2 separate regions of the Xenopus laevis genome follow, and region 2 is linked to region 1. The links are chromatin contacts, called in public Hi-C maps. All regions are on one chromosome and are shown on one strand. Each heading gives the region's core, a stretch centred on a gene start, on an enhancer-like site or on the middle of the called end of the contact. The rest is flanking DNA. Distances are from core to core; before and after follow the strand shown. Region 1 holds the start of faah.3.S (vitamin D3 hydroxylase-associated protein). Region 2 has its middle 110 kb from the start of dmbx1.S.

Region 1 (2,993 bases), core at 247-2,746:
AATGACAGCTCAGATTTCTTTGCAAACCCATAGAAAGAAATGCAAAATAAATTCAATGCCAGAATGCAAGAATACCTGTACAGGAATCATGTCTATAGTTGCTTTGTTTATATGGACAAGGTCCATATAAACAAAGTCATGTTGCTTGTGCTGCAGAAGTTGACTTTTCATTGTAGGATGGCATGTTGTATTAGATTCCTATCATCAAAATTTTACTGATATAAATTATCCTTCTATTTTAGTATTTTATTTTTTAGGAGAAGCTCATGGATACTGTCCTATTATTTTCCAGTGTTTTCTCTCTCATCTCATAGTGTGAGAGCTTCACCTGTTTTGGCTGAATAAATTGAGTTTACCACCCCGAATCGCATTGGTGTATGCCTGCCATAAGAGTTACACTACAGTTTTAGAGCTTATACTGTATATGAACACATTCAAATGAAGTCTAACAGCACATTCAAAGTAAATGTATATTTTAAGCATGTGTAAGACACGCCGGGAGTTCTACCTCTTCTCTTACCTCGTGGCACACCTCCCTGCCTGTTCGGGTTCTCACTTCGGGGCTTGGTGACACTGCTGTTTGATGCAGAGCGTCGTGACATTACCAATGGGCGCCGGATTTGAAATTCTTGGCGCCAAATCATCCTTAAAAGCCCAGTCCAAGTTGAGTTCAGTTTTATGATCCTGCTGAAGCGTTTTATTCGTGTTTGTATTCCTAGTTATTAACTCCTGCCTGACTTCTTGACTACGATTCCTGCCACCCTGATCCCTTTGCCTAAAATTCTACTATGCTTTTGCCGGTACTTTGCCGGTACCTTGTTTCTATTTTGCACAAACCTCTTGTTCAGTTCTGCTGCAGAAAGCCCGGGGCCCCAAAAGGTTGTTGGTGAACACCGGAACCACAGGGGTGCCCTGTGCATCTGTGAGTACCCTAATCACCTTAGGTTCCAACTAACTAGTATGTTACAGCACGTATGCACTTTTTTGGTGTTGGGGAACCCTGCTGCCTGTATACGCTCTTTCCTAGTTATTTGCCTTCCTCTTCTTCCTATATGGTTTGAGCAATAAATGCAGTGGCAAAGTGGGTTGCATGAACGTACCTGTTTCTTGAACTTCTCAGCCAGTTTTTCCACATATCTTTTCTTTTTTTCTCTTGTTGTATCTTCTTCAAAATGTTCCTTTTCTTCATCCATTTCAACCCATACAGGGACACAGCAACACAGAGCCCCAAGGCGGCAAGGATCCTGGATTCCACCTCATGCTCAGTGAGGAATTCATTTAACTTGTTATACATCATTTTACTTGTCTGACAATCTACGGTGCAGCAGGCAAGGTTTTATTGAACAAATCTGGCAGGATTCCACATCTGGCTCTCAGCAGTTTCATTGGAATGTTCAAGAAATACACTAGCAGTTGTGAACTGATCTGTTTGAGCAGGATTTATTGAACAAACCTTGCCAGTAATGTTAATATAAGCCAGTTTCTTAGTAATTGTTAATGTGAAACCAGCTTCAAAGAGTAAAGGAATGTGTTGTTTATGACTTATCTGACATAAAAGAAAAATATATATTTTTATAGGCTGAAAACATTGTTTTTCACTGAAGCAACTGAAAATGTGCCAAAAAAAGAAAGCAACTTTGTTCAAAGATCCGCGCACACACTTTTTATATGCAGTATGTTTACATGTATTTCAAATACACTACTGTATCAGACAGCATTATCTCCTTCTCTTCGGGAATCTTTGGGAAGTAAGTGCCGGATCAGCGCATGCGAAGTTGGAGCTATTTTCAGTTCTGTGACAACTGCGCATGCGCTGAAACTCATGGAAATTGCTGAAGAGCCGGGAGAAGACCCGAAGATTACCGAAGCAGCGAAGATGGCGTCCGTGAACTCCTCTGGACAGAATCTGCACCGAGTAAAGACTTAGGGGCATTTGCCCGGGGTAGCAGCTAGGCTGGGGGGAGGAGGGAGGGGGGTCTATGTAGGGTAGGGTTTTTTTAACTCCTTTAATGAAACCCAGGGATTTTGCTCAGCAGTAGTGATGGGCGAATTTATTCGCCAGGTGCGAATTCGCGGCGAATTTGCGCGATTCGCCGCCAGCGAATAAATTCGCGAAACGCCCGCGAAAATTTGCGGCAAAAATTCGCCAGCGTCAAAAAAAATTTTTACGAAAAAACGGACGTCAAAAACGAGACGCCGGAGCGATTTCGCGAATTTTTCGCCGTTTCGCGAATTCCGCGCGAAATTCGCGAATTTTTTGGCGAAGCGAAACGGAGCAAATTCGCCCATCACTACTCAGCAGGGCTAAAGATAACAAATGTATCAACTAAAGGTATCAATTTAAGACAGTTAAAGAGTAAAGAGTTGGTGACCCCACTTCAATATTATAAAAAGTAATCGGAAAATGTCTTTATTTCTGGTGAAAAATGTGAAACAAACTAAGCTGAAAAAAAGTGTTTGAAGGTGAGCAGTCCCTTTAAGTGGGTGTTTTTTTCAGAATGACAGAAGTTTAAAAGGGCAATTGAAGGAACTCCATGTCTGGTCCTTGCAAGGTAGATTATTATCAGTCTATAATGTAGTGGGATTAAGCACTACATACCCATTTTGCCACTAGAGAGAGAGGCAAAGACATTTCTTGGCATTTTATTTATTACTGGGGTACTAACAGAGGGTCATTATAAAATCTAATCACTTTTGCAATTTGCATTAATTTTTTATTGTTACAGAGCTATTTAAGATGTAATAACGGCTAATATGACTTGTAATTGACTTGTTGTAACAGCAGCGCTACCTGGTGGTCAGCTCCTGAATAAGAGATATACCCTCAGATGGAAAATAAGATTGTTCTGCTCAGAAAAGAGATGAGATGCCTCAAATGCCCTTTCCCATTCCATTCTGAGCAGAGCAATATCAGAACACTCTCCTTTGACTGTATTGTTGCTGGAATTGACCAGCAGGTGCCACTGTTGTCATAATTTTAGCAGTTAATAAAA
Region 2 (2,993 bases), core at 369-2,868, 160 kb after region 1:
AGTGGTCATCACTGGCTTCCATTATCGGCTCTCCACTACGTAGGCCAGAAAAATGTCAACCCTTGGTACCGCAGAAGTTGGACAGAACTGTTCTACAGCATGCCATATTCTTCAATGGTGTTCTTGAAAAACCCAATGTCTTGCTGATCTGTTAAGTCTTTCACCCTAAGCTTCTGTGGTTTAGCATCTGTAAGATGCCAAAAATCGAAAATGGACTGAGGCTGTTCTATAGAACACCATTTATTTTTTCTATTTATTATATTATTTTGTATCAAGGCAAAATGGAAAACTCAGCATCTTGTTGTTCTGTTCAGACTTCCACCCTAACCATCTGTGGCTTTTCACAAAATCAGTCAGTCAAATCAGATGAAGTTTCATTGGTGGCTCCATGGTGCCACTTTTTGAAGCTGAAGTCTATGATAGTGTTGCCAGATGTATTGGGTTAAATCAGGAGGCATATTAACCTTAAACCTGTGGTTGTCACATAAACAGGGTCAGACTGCCCCACTGGGAGAAAACTCGATGAGCCCTGGTCCTGTTGGGCCCCACTGGCCCAACTATGCCAGCTTTGGACTGGGGCAGCAGTGGCCCACTGAGGCTGTGACTTTAAGGGCCCCTCTCATGGGGCAGATTCACTAAAGGGCGAAGTGGCTGACGCTAGTGAAAATTCGCCAGAAATCTCATATGCAGGGATATCGCCAATTCACTAACAGGCATAGAGGACAATTCGCTAGTTAACGAGACCGTCGCTAGCATCCATATGCAACCTATCAACAGACGATTTTTCACTCTGGTGAACGGTTGTTACTCCGCAAATTCACTAAGATGCGAATTTTACTGAACGTTACTTCTTTCGCCAGAGCCACCTCATACCAGGCGAACTGATAAAATGAAGCTACATCTTCCTCAATCTTATGTCAGTGACATCATATCCTGTATGTTGGAAATGCATTAAAGTTGTAAAAAAACCTGGCGACTTTTCTTTTTTAAAAAGTCCATTTTATTAAAGATTTATGTGTGAGGAATTTTATAAAACTAATTTGAGGGGCATGCCAGATTTTTTTAAGGGTGGGCTCATGTCTAGGGCATTAGAGAATCTCTTCTGTCTTTATTACGGCTCATTGGACATGTGTTTGAAAAAGTGGCCACTTCAAGCAATTGCACCAACATTACTATTAAAGACTTCCATACAACTTTTAGGTACCCGCCCTATTCAGATTAACCTAAGCACAAGAATGCTAGCGAAGTTTCTCTAGGAAAAAATAAATGCTAGCGAAAATTCGCTATGAAATGCTCGCCCAGCCGAAGTAAAGCTAACGAAAATTAGCCAGCGTTTGGCTGCTGAGACACAACTTTGCATATTAATGATTTAGCATAGTGGTAACGAATTTGCGCCTGATGAAGTGGCGTGGAGTGTGGCGAAGCTGTCGCTGGCGAAAATTCCTGAATTTGTCCCATGGTCTCCAGGGCCCACCTCTTGATATGCACACACTGTATCACATAACCTTGACTTTTTTATTTCAAATGTTTGACAGGGCAGGGAAGATAGGTGTTTGGACCTGGGTCTTCAGGAGCCTGTGAGGACCAGGCCCACCGGGTTTTCACCCAATGTCCCACTGGCCCAGTCCGACCCTGGCCTAGACACATTGACAGGCAGTACGGAGCAGAGAGGGGAGACAAAATGCAGCCAATAACTGGCAGTGGAAGGTAGTGGCAGCTATAATCATGATGGGGACCGTCAGGGAGTTGTGCTAGAGTGTGGTGTGGGCCCTTAGCTGGGGGGATTAGTAGAGGTCTCTAGTAGGTTTGAATTATCTTTCATTTTGGAAATACTCACAAAAAGCCAAAATGCACAGCAAGATCTCTGCCTTTTATTTCAATATATATTAGTAGTAGTAGCTTCAACAAAAATGTTTTTTTAATGAAATCTCTATTCATTAAACAATGCAATACACAACATGTATTCTTGCTCCATGAAATTATAGTTACAATTTAGACTGACATTTCCTAAGAATGGAACACATTTGATAATGCCGCAAACGTTTTGTCATTTTCTGAATTTGGTGTTGTGCTTGGGTTTCTGAACACTGTGCACATGAGCAAGGTAAAACAGAAAATAAAACATACAATTGCAGTTGCTCTGTAGAAAGTAATTTCCCATGGGCTCCCTGTGTATAATATAATTGAGGATGACTGTTTGGATTTGTCGACACTAATAAATATAATCAATATATGTACACAAAGAATAATATGTGCAGATAACACTGAGACATGGGACTAAGAGCGCAATCAAAATAATTAATAAAAAGGGTTTATTTGCACTTGCTTATAGGCAGTAATATCTACTCTGTGTAATTAGTTACCAGAATATTATGGTGCTTTGAAAATGGTAGTCTGGAAAGGGAAAGACATTTTCTATGTCAGGAAGTGTAACCCAGAAGTTAATCTTGCTAAAAAAAATTCCCATCATCCCCCCTACAGTCTGTAGGGTAGTCCCTGTGAGATTTGTATTTGTGTATTTTCCAGTTAATGAGTGTATTATTTCACTGATGTGGAAACATCCTATGGATAGGAGAGAGAATATAATACTGTATATTTACATGTAAAGCTAATCAGAAGAGAGCCATGTAACCAATGGAGACAACTTACTACGGTCTTCGCTTGAAATGATTGAAGGAAGCAAAACAAATTGGATAATTAACCTTTTCAGTGTTAATGTTTATGCTGCGATGATGGAAACAGGCTTCACTGCCAGAATGTGCTCTAGCACTCTAAATGCAAACCTTGGCATGTAACACCTCCCTAAGAAATGTGTTGTTAGGAGCTAACAGATTTGTAATATTCTGTGCTGCCCATTAGAGTCTTCATCTTTACTTCTCCATCTTGTGAAAGAGAACATGGTAATTCATAGGCAGCAATACAGAAGGTGATAAATCAACATATGAGATTTGTTTTTATTGAGAGAAAAACAAATACAGTCAGGGAGAGAACAA

Evidence for each region. A called contact is a pair of places that touch in the nucleus more often than the background predicts.
Region 2: a Hi-C map of the XL177 cell line shows a contact between it and region 1, with 3 times the contacts expected there. The contact joins the enhancer-like site here to the promoter of faah.3.S in region 1. A contact is called at or near these places in 2 of 4 Hi-C or Micro-C datasets (the XL177 cell line and the XTC cell line).

The regions. Positions count from the first base shown.
Region 1 is chr4S:73,426,607-73,429,599 of Xenopus_laevis_v10.1, forward strand. It overlaps faah.3.S (vitamin D3 hydroxylase-associated protein), which reads right to left and starts at 1,497. Exons shown (of 16, transcript XM_018259846.2): 1 at 1,135-1,497; 2 at 1,101-1,132. The coding sequence starts at 1,297.
Region 2 is chr4S:73,586,628-73,589,620 of Xenopus_laevis_v10.1, forward strand. No RefSeq gene overlaps it. Among protein-coding and RNA genes, the nearest start is that of dmbx1.S, 110 kb to the left of the region's middle. Within about 2 kb of position 1,619, at least 1 of the 7 cell types and tissues checked has an H3K27ac peak or open chromatin away from gene starts, as enhancers often do.